Linked DNA regions of Mus musculus: regions 2 and 3 are each linked to region 1. Evidence: chromatin contacts called from public promoter capture Hi-C data. All regions are on one chromosome and are shown on one strand. Each heading gives the region's core, a stretch centred on a gene start, on an enhancer-like site or on the middle of the called end of the contact. The rest is flanking DNA. Distances are from core to core; before and after follow the strand shown.

Region 1 (3,787 bases), core at 179-2,678:
GTCTCTCATCTCAGACTTCTTTCACCACCTTTGACATAGAACGTAGGACATCTCTGGTCCAGCACCCCCTAAGATGAGAAGCCAAATGTAGATTAGCTTGCACATGTAAAACTAAAGGGTTTTCCTCCTTAAGAGAGTCTCAGTGTGTTTCAGGCTGGCCTCAGACTGCATGTGATTGACAATAATCCTGAACTGCTGCCTCTGCGTCCCTAGCGCCAGGACTACAGGAATTTCTATCGAGTGTCTTTTGTTTTTATTGACTTTTTGTTGGAGATGGGGTCTCATGTAACCAAAGCTGACATAGAATTACACAGCCAAGGCTGATACTGATCTCTTGATCCTCCTGCCTCTGCCTCCCAGGTGCTAGAATTACAGGCGAGCACTACCACATGTAGTTTAACTAACACTCCTGTTGCCTTGATCACATCTCAGAAGAAAGGCAGAACCTGGTTTATCAGGGAAAGTATCCCAAGCAGCCCCAGTCATGAGAATAATGGCCCCACCTAAACTAGAGTAAGGCCACTAGAAACAGGTCTCTTTGTGCTGGGGTGGGGCTACATCATGCCTCGGGTCCAGAATCCCAGCAGCCTTCACTTCCATGGGAACTGCAATAGTGACAAAAGAGCTCTAACATTTTACATCAGACATCTTGGTTTGAATCTCACGTCTACCACTTTCTGCAAAGTTACTCAATCTTGATGAACATGGTTTCCTCACCTGAAGAAACAATAAAGCTTACATAATTTTGCTGATTAAATAATACATGTAAGGTGTGCTTTGCAATAGGTATTTTTCAAACTGCTGCCCATAAAGTACACAGCATAATTTTTTCATTATAATCCAGGGTATATATATATATATATATATATCCCCAAAACAAGGCTTTAACAAAATAACACGATTTACTACTTAGATCTTTTTCTCTTTGTCTGTTTTCATATTTTTAAAATCTTTGTGGTGGCTCTCCTGCTACATGTGTATGTGTGCATCACCTAGGTGCCTGGGAAGCCAGAAGAGGTTGTCTGGCGTCGGACTTCTTAGAACTGGAATTACAGATGGATGGGTGCGAGCACCATGTCGGGGCTAGGAATCTTCCCAGGGTCCTCTACAAGAGCAAGCAGCCAGTGCTCTTAATTGCTGAGCTCTATTTTTGGCCCCTTAAGTTTTGTTTTTGTTTTTTTTTTAACGTGGGTTGTAATCCACTACATTGCGTTGACAACTCCATTAGGGAATTTCATAAAAATTGTTGGAAAACAAAGCTGTTAATTATGACGGCTATTACTATGACCCGAGGGATGGTCTGAATCCCCCTCAGAGAAAAAGGTCAAGCCCCAGGTATCAAGTCAGCTCCTGGCACGGAAGGCCCGCCTCCTCCCCTAAGGTTAGGGGAAGAAAGCCGGAACTCAAGGCTTAAGCGGTGACGTAGACTTCCGGTTCGGTGGCCTGACACGCGTGCACGGCTGTCCTGAGGGCTCGGGGGTCGTTTTGGTGCAGTGGCCCGGCACCTCAGCCCTCCAGAGTGCCATGAGGTCGGTTAGTTATGTGCAGCGCGTGGCGCTGGATTTCAGCGGGAGTCTCTTCCCGCACGCCATCTGCCTCGGAGACGTGGATAACGACGCGGTGAGTGCATGCGCACTGCAAACCACTGCATTTGGGCGGAGCGAGATGGGGGTGGTGGGAACGACACGATGGCGTGTTGTGCGCTTGCGCACTGGAGTCAACATGGCGTGCGGAACAGAAAATTTTGATTGACAGTATCGCTCTGAGACCGTCACTGCAGGAGGCTTAGTTGGGCCAGAGCCTCTAGTAGTTATTTTTTGTTTTAGCTTTAAAATTTATGTGTAGAGTGTTTTGCTTGCATGTGTGTCTGTGTACCGTGTGTGAGCAGTGCCCGTAAAAGCCAGAAGAGGAACGCTGGGTCCCCTAGAACTGGCGTTAGAGACATTTGTGAGCTGCCACTGCTGGGGATTAAACCCCATTCCTCTGGAAGAGCTAATGTCCTATCGCTGAGTCATCACTCCAGCCATATTTTATTTTTTTATCATTAATTTTAAGAAGACAGGTTGTTGGTTCTCTTGCACAGTTCAGTGATTGTCAGGATAGGAGGTTGTAAAAGCCTGTTTCCCGCGTTATTTCCTTTCGTAGCCGCAATTCCCTTGCAAAACATCTTTACATTTCAAAGCCCATTTTTTAACCTGTAAATTGCATTTAATAATATCCCTCTACCTATAGCTTTCCCTCCCCCCCCCCCCATTCCCCATGCTACCATGCTTGCCCACACTCTTGGCTGCTATTGCCACACTGTTGTATTGCTCCTACACTGGAATTAACCGGTAGATATCTCTGCTGCCTCCAACCTACCGCAGATACCCCATAATCAGTGTGGACCATGCGAGGCTTCTACTGTGCCTACCCAGAATTGACTCAGGTGTCTGGCGACTTTGTAGTGTTACCTCTTCGTTGAAATACAAAAGCAATTTCTACCTACTTTTTTTCTTTCCTAGGCAGTTGATGCTTTTCTCGTCATTTAAATAAATAAATGCACATTAAGCAGGTAGAACGATGACAGGCACACAGTTAAGGCTCTGGAACTGTTAGTGTTAACAGTATTAGCAGCCCCACCCCACCCCCGCCGCCAGGCCTACCATAGGAAATATTAAAAAAAAAAAAAAATGGGACTGTACCTAGTATGTTCAGATTTCTTTCTTTCTTTCTTTCTTTCTTTTTTTTTTTTTTTTTTTTTTTGGTTTTTTCGAGACAGGGTTTCTCTGTATGGCCCTGGCTGTCCTGGAACTCACTTTGTAGACCAGGCTGGCCTCGAACTCAGAAATCCGCCTGCCTCTGCCTCCCCAGTGCTGGGATTAAAGGTGTGCGCCACCACACCCAGCTTTCAGATTTCATTTCTTGACACCATTACCTAAACAGCACAGCACAGCAGCTTCAGTCCTGCATAACCTAACGGTGGATACTTTGAGGGATGCATTATTGGGTTACTTTGCTGTCCTAACATTTTTTTAAAATATTGATTGATTGATTGATTGATTCTATGTATGTGAGTACACTGTAGCTGTACAGATGGTTGTGAGCCTTCATGTGGTTGTTGGGGATTGAATTTTAGGACCTCTGCTCGCTCTGGTCAACTCAGCTTGCTCAGTCCCTGCTTGCTCCAGCCCAAAGCTTCATTTATTATTATACATAAGTTCACTGTAGCTGACTTAAGATGCACCAGAAGAGGGCGTCAGATCTCATTACAGGTGATTGTGAGCCACCATGTGGTTGCTGGGATTTGAACTCAGGACCTTCAGAAGAGCAGCCAGTGCTCTTACCCATTGAGCCATCTCACCAGCCCCCTGTCCTAACATTATAGTGTATGCTTACACAAACCTGAATGTATTTATCCTGATATATGGAGCCTACCACTGACCAAAGTATATGCAGTATGGGTCTGTATTTAGCCCTTGAGACGATTTAAAGTATATGGTAGCAGCCTGGGGATGTAGCTACCAAACACTTGCCTGACTATGAACAAAGCCCTGGATTGAATTCTCAGTACCACAAAAATAAATAAAAGAATAAGAATTAAGCTGGATGGGATGATGCATGTCTTTCGTCCCAGCATTCGGAAAGCAAGGGCAGGCAGATATCTGAGTTCTAGTCTAGTCTCATCTACAGAGCCAGTTCTAGGACAGCCAGAGCTACCCAGAAACCATGTCTTGAAAAACCAAAAAAGAAAAAAAAAAAAAAAGAACTAAAATGTAGTTGAGATAATGTGTAAATGCTACTGTAT
Region 2 (3,589 bases), core at 604-3,103, 3.5 Mb after region 1:
TGGGGGCTGACATACGTCCTGTTTTTGGGCTCCTGGGGAGGTTTCTCCTCAGCAGTGCACACTATATCATGTTAACTCACGTAAGATCTAGACTCTGCTGAGCCCAGTGGAAAGCTTCCAGCTCCATTGTGCTGAACCAGGCAGATAGAAACAGGAAGTCCTGCCCCCAAGGTGGAAGAGGCTGTTAGGCCCATGTCTCAACCTAGAGTTTGGAAAGAGAACTCCCAAGCATGGACACATTTTTGACTCGTGGGAAGCAGAGTTCTCATACATGGGCGGCAAAAGACTCCAGAGTTAGTTATCAGGCCTGTCTCCTTGTCATCGTCTTCATTTTCTCAGCTCAGCTGAGCTGGGGAGCAAAGGTTGTTGGGTTCCTCTAGCCTGCCTCAGTTCCTCTTGTTTTATAGTCTTACTACGCAGCCCTGGCTGGTCTGAAATTCACATAAAGCCACCTGCCTCTGCCTAGTAAGTACTGGGATTAAAGGTCTTTTTCCCTTTTTATTTTAAGTTTCATTTTGTTGGCATAGCATCTACTTTGTAGCCAGGGATGACCCTGAACTCATGGGCCCAAGCAAGCCAGCTTCAATTCACCCCACCTTCCAAAATCTTGACTTACACATGCCACTGTTGCTGACACCTTGGTCTCTCTTGAGTTTTCCTTGCTATAAGATTCCTGCATTATTCCATCTCCATAGACCCTTGCCTTCATTTTTTTCTTAAAGTACAGAATCTTGGGGAGGAGGGAGGTTTTGAAGACAGGAAAACATCCTATTGTCAGGGCTGGAAAGGCCGTTCTGCAGTTATGAGTGCTTGTTGCCTTTCAAGAAGACCTAGGTTTGATGTCGAGCATCCAGATGGGGCGGCTCCCAAAACACCTGTAACTCCAGTTCCAAGGAATCTGACACCCTCTTCAGGCCTCTGAGCATTCACACAGGGTGGGGAATTTATGTATACAGACACATAAATAAAAGTAGACATCTAAAACAAGTTTCCCAGCCGAATGTGGTAGGTGGTGCATGCCTTTAATCCCAGCACTCAGGAGGCAGAGGCAGGCGCATTTCTGAGTTCAAGGCCAGCCTGGTCTACAAAGTGAGTTTCAAGACAGCCGGAATACACAGAGAAACCCTGTCTCGAACTCCCCCCCCCCCCCACACACACACATAAAACCAAGTTTCTCAGTGTCATCTTCCTAGAAGATGAAAGGCCATCCCATAATGCAAGTAGGGTTAAGGACTAGACAGCTTTTGCCTTCATGCTTCCTAATGTTGGCAAGTTATTTAATGCCTGTGAGCCTCAAGTCCCGAAATCTGTACAAAAAGGGGCGCGCATCAAGTTTCACAAGTTGCTTTACGGAAAATGTATAATACAGTTATATGTAGCATAGAATGAAGGTTAACACCGTGTGGCTACTATACTTTTCCACTGAGCCCTTACCCAGATCTGGTAACTTGTGGTATGGTGACACTTCTTGAGTACCTGTCCAAGAGATGCTGAAAGGCTAGGCAGGCAGACTGTAGGACAGTGGCTTTTTTTTTTTTTTTTTTCAGTGTTAATGGGAAAGAGCAAGTCAAGAAGAAACTGTGGGGACAGTAGAGGAAGCTTAAAGATACAGCTGTAGTTCTAGGCAGAAATGCTTGGCAGAGAGAGAGAGAGAGAGAGAGAGAGAGAGAGAGAGAGAGAGAGAGAGAGGAGACAGAGGGGGAAGAGGTGAAGAGGGGGCGGTAGGGAGACCCGAGTCTGAGGAAGTAAACAAGGGGAGTGCCACCACCGAGAGGAGGGCTCGGCTGCTGGGAATCAGCCCCCTCACACTTTCCACTGCGAAGCGAAACCCCGCGCCTTGGTCTGGGGGGGCGGGCAGTGGGGAGGAGAAGCAGAAGGACTGGGTCTGGAGGAGCAGCTCAAGTTCTAGCTAGCTGCAGTGGGTTTGCCTGCACTCTGCTCTGGGTCCCAGCCCGGGCCTCTGATCATTATCCATCCTGCTGTCTCCAGTCCCCACTCCTGGGGCGTCCTCTTCACCCTACATTCTTTCCCTCCGCCTCACCTCCTCCTTGTAGAACTTCTCTCTCTCTCTCTCTCTCTCTCTCTCTCTCTCTCTCTCTCTCTCTGTGTGTGTGTGTGTGTCTGTCTGTCTGTCTGTCTCTCTCTCCTCCCAGGACCTTTTTCTAACCTCCCTTGGAGGGCTGGGGAGGCCCGGGCCATAGAGGAGATGAGGGAGGACCTGCTCCTTGGCTTTTTGCTTCTGGGACTGCTTTGGGAAGCTCCAGGTAAGGTGGAGAGTCCAGCAGGGACCTCTATGGCTGTCTCTTTAGCTGTGGTGATATTCCAATGCTTTTGTTGAGGGGAGGGGTGTGTGTGTGTGTGTGTGTGTGTGTTTTGAGACAGGGTTTCTTTGTGTTGCCCTGGCTGTCCTGGGACTGGCTCTGATGACCAGGCTGGCCTTGAATTTATAGTGATCCACTTGCCTCTGCCTCCCCAGTGCTGGGATTAGAGGCGTGCACCATCACTTTGTATAAGGGCAGATCCCAAAGCTGCCTCAGCCTCCCTTCAACAGGGAGGCATGATGTTTCTTTCTTAGGAAAGCCAGGGCATTTCTCTATTCTCCAATCTCTTGGCTCAATGCCCTTGGCCTCTCTTTTGTTCCACTAGTTGTGTCTTCAGGGCCTGGGAAAGAGCTCCCCGTGGTGTGGGCCCAGGAGGGAGCTCCCGTCCATCTTCCCTGCAGCCTCAAATCCCCCAACCTGGATCCTAACTTTCTACGAAGAGGAGGGGTTATCTGGCAACATCAACCAGACAGGTATGAACTCCAAAGTTGAACAACAGAACCTCCCAATCCTGTCCTAATGGATAAAACCCTGTCCAAGCCAGTTTTGTCCTCTTTGTGAGCCCCTCTAAAGCCAGTAGCTCAGTGTCCTCTAAAACCACACAGCCTTCCTGTGGATTGCTCCCCACACACCGGCATCCTGTAGTGCCCCACCTCTCCAGTAGCAGATAGTGCTGAAGACCAACGGAAGTGGGGACAGGGGTAGTTATGGGGGAGAGGGGAGGCTGCTGACGGTCAAGAGGTCTCTTAGGCAGGTTAACTTTATCCTCAAAGCATGCTTGAGTGCATCTTCTTCGTGGCCTTATCAAATTTCTCAATCCTATTCTCTCTCCCCAACCAGTGGCCAACCCACTCCCATCCCGGCCCTTGACCTTCACCAGGGGATGCCCTCGCCTAGACAACCCGCACCCGGTCGCTACACGGTGCTGAGCGTGGCTCCAGGAGGCCTGCGCAGCGGGAGGCAGCCCCTGCATCCCCACGTGCAGCTGGAGGAGCGCGGCCTCCAGCGCGGGGACTTCTCTCTGTGGTTGCGCCCAGCTCTGCGCACCGATGCGGGCGAGTACCACGCCACCGTGCGCCTCCCGAACCGCGCCCTCTCCTGCAGTCTCCGCCTGCGCGTCGGCCAGGCCTCGAGTAGGTGGGGCCGGACAAAGGGAGAGAGAGGGCCTGGGAAGCAGATCCCTGCTTCCCCCGGGGCAGGGAGAGCAATGGCTAGGGGTTGTGATTTAGACCCTGTCTGAGGACCTCCAGAAGTGTAGAAGAAGGGAT
Region 3 (4,136 bases), core at 1,484-3,983, 3.7 Mb after region 1:
AATAAAGAAAATATCTAATAATAATAATAATAAAAAGGCTGGGCGTGGTGGTGCACGCCTTTAAGCCCAGCACTTGGGAGGCAGGTGAATTTCTGAGTTTGAGGCCAGCCTGGTCTACAGAATGAGTTCCAGGACAGCCAGGGCTACACAGAGAAACCCTGTCTCAAGAAAAAAAAAAAAAAAAGAAAAGAAAAGAAAAGAAAAGAAAGAGAAAAAGAAAAGAAAGAAAGAGAGAAAGAAAAAGAAGGAAGGAAGGAAGAAATAAACTTCAAGTCTGGGTGTGGTAGCACATGCCCATAATCCTAGGATTTGGGAGTTAAAGGCAGGATTGTTGCAAGTTTGAGGCGGGGAGGGGCAGATCCATATAGTGAGCAGGTCTGTATCAACCAGGGATACATAGTGAGACTCTGTCAACATCAACAACAAATAAACAGTAACAGCCACAGAAAGAACCAGATGTGGTGGCTCATGCCTGTAATTCCAGCAGTCAGGAGGCTGAAGCAGGAGGATCTCTGTGAGTTTGAGGCCAACCTGGGCTGCAGAGTCAGACTCTGTCATCTGTCACCCCCTCCTACACACACTCTCGCGCGCACGCACACGTGCACACACACACACACACACACACACACACACACACACACACACACACACACACACACACACAGGACCGGAGGGAGTTTTCTCTAAGCTCCTGTTTCTGATGGACAATTCTTTAATTGTTTTCTGTGGTTCTATCCATCAAACCTAGGGCCTTGTGCATGCGAAATACGTACTTGATCAGTGAGCCTAACAAAATGCCAGCAGAGCTCAAAGTGGCCCAGAGCATCTATGAAGATCAGTCTGGGATGCTTAGGAGTGGATTCATAAATGCTTGAAAGCAGGAACACGGCCATCCCAATGCAGAGTTCTAGAAAGAAGTACATTAGAAGACTTTTTACTCAAGCTGGGAGGCCCAATCCATCCCTAGCTCTCCGTTCCTTCCCCAAGGAAGCGCCCCCACCCCATAGCACCCCACTCTTGGGCCCCGGCTCCTCCTCTGCTCACCTGATCCTTCCAACCCCTGACACAAAATGTTTGCTCCCACAAGGGACATCTGCCCCTCTTCTCCGAATACAAGCTGGGATGAGGCCTAGCTTTGCTGCTCCAACTTTTTTGTTTTGGTTTGTTTTTCGAGACAGGGTTTCTCTGTGTAGCCCTGGCTGTCCTGGAACTCACTCTGTAGCCCAGGCTGGCCTCGAACTCAGCAATCCACCTGCCTCTGCCTCCCAAGTGCTGGGATTAAAGGTATATGCCACCACTGCTAGGCCCCAAAGATGACACATCACATGGCATTTAGGGATTCTGTGAAGCATAGGGATTAGGGAAATGCATCCAGCCAAGTCCTCTTCAACCATCATTGCTACCGGTCCTCAACCATCATTGCTTTCGGGGAGCCCAGAGTTGCTTCCTCTTACAAAGGCAGCCCAATTCCTAGCTGACAATCAAAGCCCATTTTCCTGAGAGTTAACCCCTCCCCAACCCCATCCACAGGAGCAATATGATTAGTGATCTGGCAGAGCTGGCCAAACTGCGGGACCTGCCCAAACTTCGAGCCCTGGTGCTGCTGGACAACCCATGTGCGGATGAGACCGACTACCGCCAGGAGGCCCTGGTGCAGATGGCGCACCTTGAGCGCCTGGACAAAGAATTCTATGAGGATGATGACCGGGCAGAGGCCGAGGAGATCCGTCAGAGGCTGAAGGAGGAACAGGATCAAGATCTCGATCCGGACCAGGACATGGAACCGTACTTGCCACCAGTTTAGTGGCTCTTCCAGCCTGCAGGGACAGTAAAGGTGATGCCAGGAAGACAGCCCCAGGAGGTCAAAGGCTGGGCACACGGGACGAGAGGCCAGAGTTAGGGGCTGGAGATAGCTTAGATATGAAGGAAAGATGAGAGGGGCCCAGAAAGTGATAAGACACGCAGGAGACCACAGTAGAGAGAAGAACTAATTGGGGGTGGGGGTGGGGTGAAGACCGCTGTATAGCTGGTAGAGACGACTGGTGGGAAGGAGCTCAGGAGGGAAAGAGGTGGCCGGTGGTGCGTGGAGGATGTAGCTGGGCCAGGGAAAAGATCCTGCACTCAAAATCTGAAGCTAAAAATAACAGGACACCAGGGTGGGGAGGCGAAAGGAGGGCAGAGTGAGGCAGAGACTGAGAGGCCTGGGGCACACGATTGATTTATTTCTCTTCTCTCTTTCCAGGAAGCCATGGACACTGGCCCCAAGAACTGATAAGACTCCAGTGGGGGACCACCACATTCATAGCCCCGTCACAGGAAGTGGGAGATGCTCCTTTTTGTCCCAGACTGGAAATCCATCACATCCCAAGGCTCCTTGGCAGTCATCTGTCTGTGTGGCTTGTTCTGTGGGCCTGAACTCCTAAGCACAGGTCGGGGGTAAAACTAGGATGCTAGTAGGTGTTGTCTATAGAGAGGCGCTGAGGAAGTGAGCTGTGATGGGCCAGTTGAGGTTTCAAATAAAAAGGCATTTTTTTATATTTTTGTGTGTGACCGAGTTCCTGAACCCCTGTGGGTGGGCTTTTCCACCCGTCTGGGTTAGTACCTGCCGCAGTACTGGAATGAGGCGACGCCTGTTTCCCTCGAGTTGGCTGGACATGGGTTATGAGCATCCGTGTGCTTAAGGGGTTGCCAGCCTGGTCCTGGATCGCCCCAGCCCTTCCCCCACCCGTTCCGTTCCCCACCACCACCCGCGCTCGTACATGCGTCTCCGCCTGCAGCTCTTGACTCATCGGGGCCCCCGGGTCACATGCGCCCTCCCGGCTCTATAGGCGCCGCCCCCTGCCCACCCCCCGCCCGCGCTGGGAGCCGCAGCCACCGCCACTCCTGCTCTCTCTGCGCCGCCGCCGTCACCACCGCCACTGCCACCGCCACCGCCGCCAACGCCACCGACTGAGTCTGCAGTCCTCGAGGTGAGGCCCGTATCGGGCCGCATCCCCTTACTCGCTCCTTGCCGCCTCCACTCCCCGTTGTCCTGGGCTTAGCGACCCGGGCGGGTGACGCTGCATACCTGACTGTCACCTGCCTTCCCTGGCACCCTCCATCTCTGGCCTTCCCGGACAGCTCCCGGCTTTCTGGCTGTCACCTCCTCCTGGTTTAGGTACCAGCTTTCTGCATCCGCTTCTCTAACTGCACGGTTCCACCCTCGCCTGCCCCTCTCCCCGCGCCGGTATTCGTCTAGGGTCCTGCCGATTTGTTTCCTAAGTTCGATGTCTCCACAGGAGATGGTTGTTATCCTGGCACGTCCTTTTTTTCTTTTGCGTTTGCGAAGATACCCTCTCACCCTTCCTTGACTGCCTCAGACTTGCTCTAGACTCGTCCTTTGGTCCCTCCTTCTCTTCCCCTCTCTCTGACATTTCATTTTCTCCGATGTTTGGGGGAGGGATAGGAGGAGTGGGGAATTTGTCCGGGGGTAGAAAAGCGATGGGTCTACCTCATCATTCCCCACCGTAGCCTCTAGGGACTGGAGGCCTGGTCCCAGGACGCTGTCCCCAGACTCCTCTTGAAATGAGGAACTCGTGTTTGGGAGAGAGGTGACGACCCCGGAGTGTTTTCTAGACCTTGTGTATATGGGCTGTCAAGTTGGGGATCCACCTGCCCAGACAACCCCTCTTCTTTCTGTTCCAAGATCCAAGGGAAAAAATGCCAGTCTGGCAGCCATCCCGCCTGGGGAAGTCTAGGGGAACCCCACTGGTCGGTGAAGCTGCTGAGGGGCGAAGAAATCGCTGCTTGCCCCTCCCCTCATCACTGCGGTGTTCTCCCATCTTGTCATGAGATGTACTCCGCCCCTACTGCAGTGACCTCCCCTTCCTCACTGCATTGACCTTCTCCTCTCTCCACGGGGAAGGGAGAACCCCTTCTACAGTGCCTGATTGCAGCCCGCTCCTCCCCACCCCCTACCCACTGCAGTAACCTCTTTGCCAGCCCTCCCAGCCTCTGGCCCCTCCCACTGGCCTCAGGCTCCACCCTTCTAAGCCTCTTATCTTTCTCCTTCCTCCACTTCCACCCAAGGAGATCCCAGCCATCATGTCTATAGAGAAGATTTGGGCCCGAGAGATCTTGGACTCCCGTGGGAATCC

What was found. Promoter capture Hi-C pulls out the DNA fragments that hold promoters and counts their contacts.
Region 2: a promoter capture Hi-C map of cranial neural crest shows a contact between it and region 1. The contact joins the promoter of Lag3 here to the promoter of Itfg2 in region 1.
Region 3: a promoter capture Hi-C map of cranial neural crest shows a contact between it and region 1. The contact joins the promoter of Eno2 here to the promoter of Itfg2 in region 1.

Annotation. Positions count from the first base shown.
Region 1 is chr6:128,422,551-128,426,337 of GRCm38.p6, reverse strand. Itfg2 (integrin alpha FG-GAP repeat containing 2) reads left to right here and starts at 1,428. Exons shown (of 12, transcript NM_133927.1): 1 at 1,428-1,620. The coding sequence starts at 1,525.
Region 2 is chr6:124,909,969-124,913,557 of GRCm38.p6, reverse strand. Lag3 (lymphocyte-activation gene 3) reads left to right here and starts at 1,853. Exons shown (of 8, transcript NM_008479.2): 1 at 1,853-2,264; 2 at 2,647-2,794; 3 at 3,162-3,454. The coding sequence starts at 2,207.
Region 3 is chr6:124,768,270-124,772,405 of GRCm38.p6, reverse strand. It overlaps Eno2 (enolase 2, gamma neuronal), which reads left to right and starts at 2,733. Exons shown (of 12, transcript NM_013509.3): 1 at 2,733-2,969; 2 at 4,069-4,136. The coding sequence starts at 4,084. Lrrc23 (leucine rich repeat containing 23) reads left to right here. Exons shown (of 8, transcript NM_001302555.1): 7 at 1,531-1,834; 8 at 2,243-2,537. The coding sequence ends at 1,804.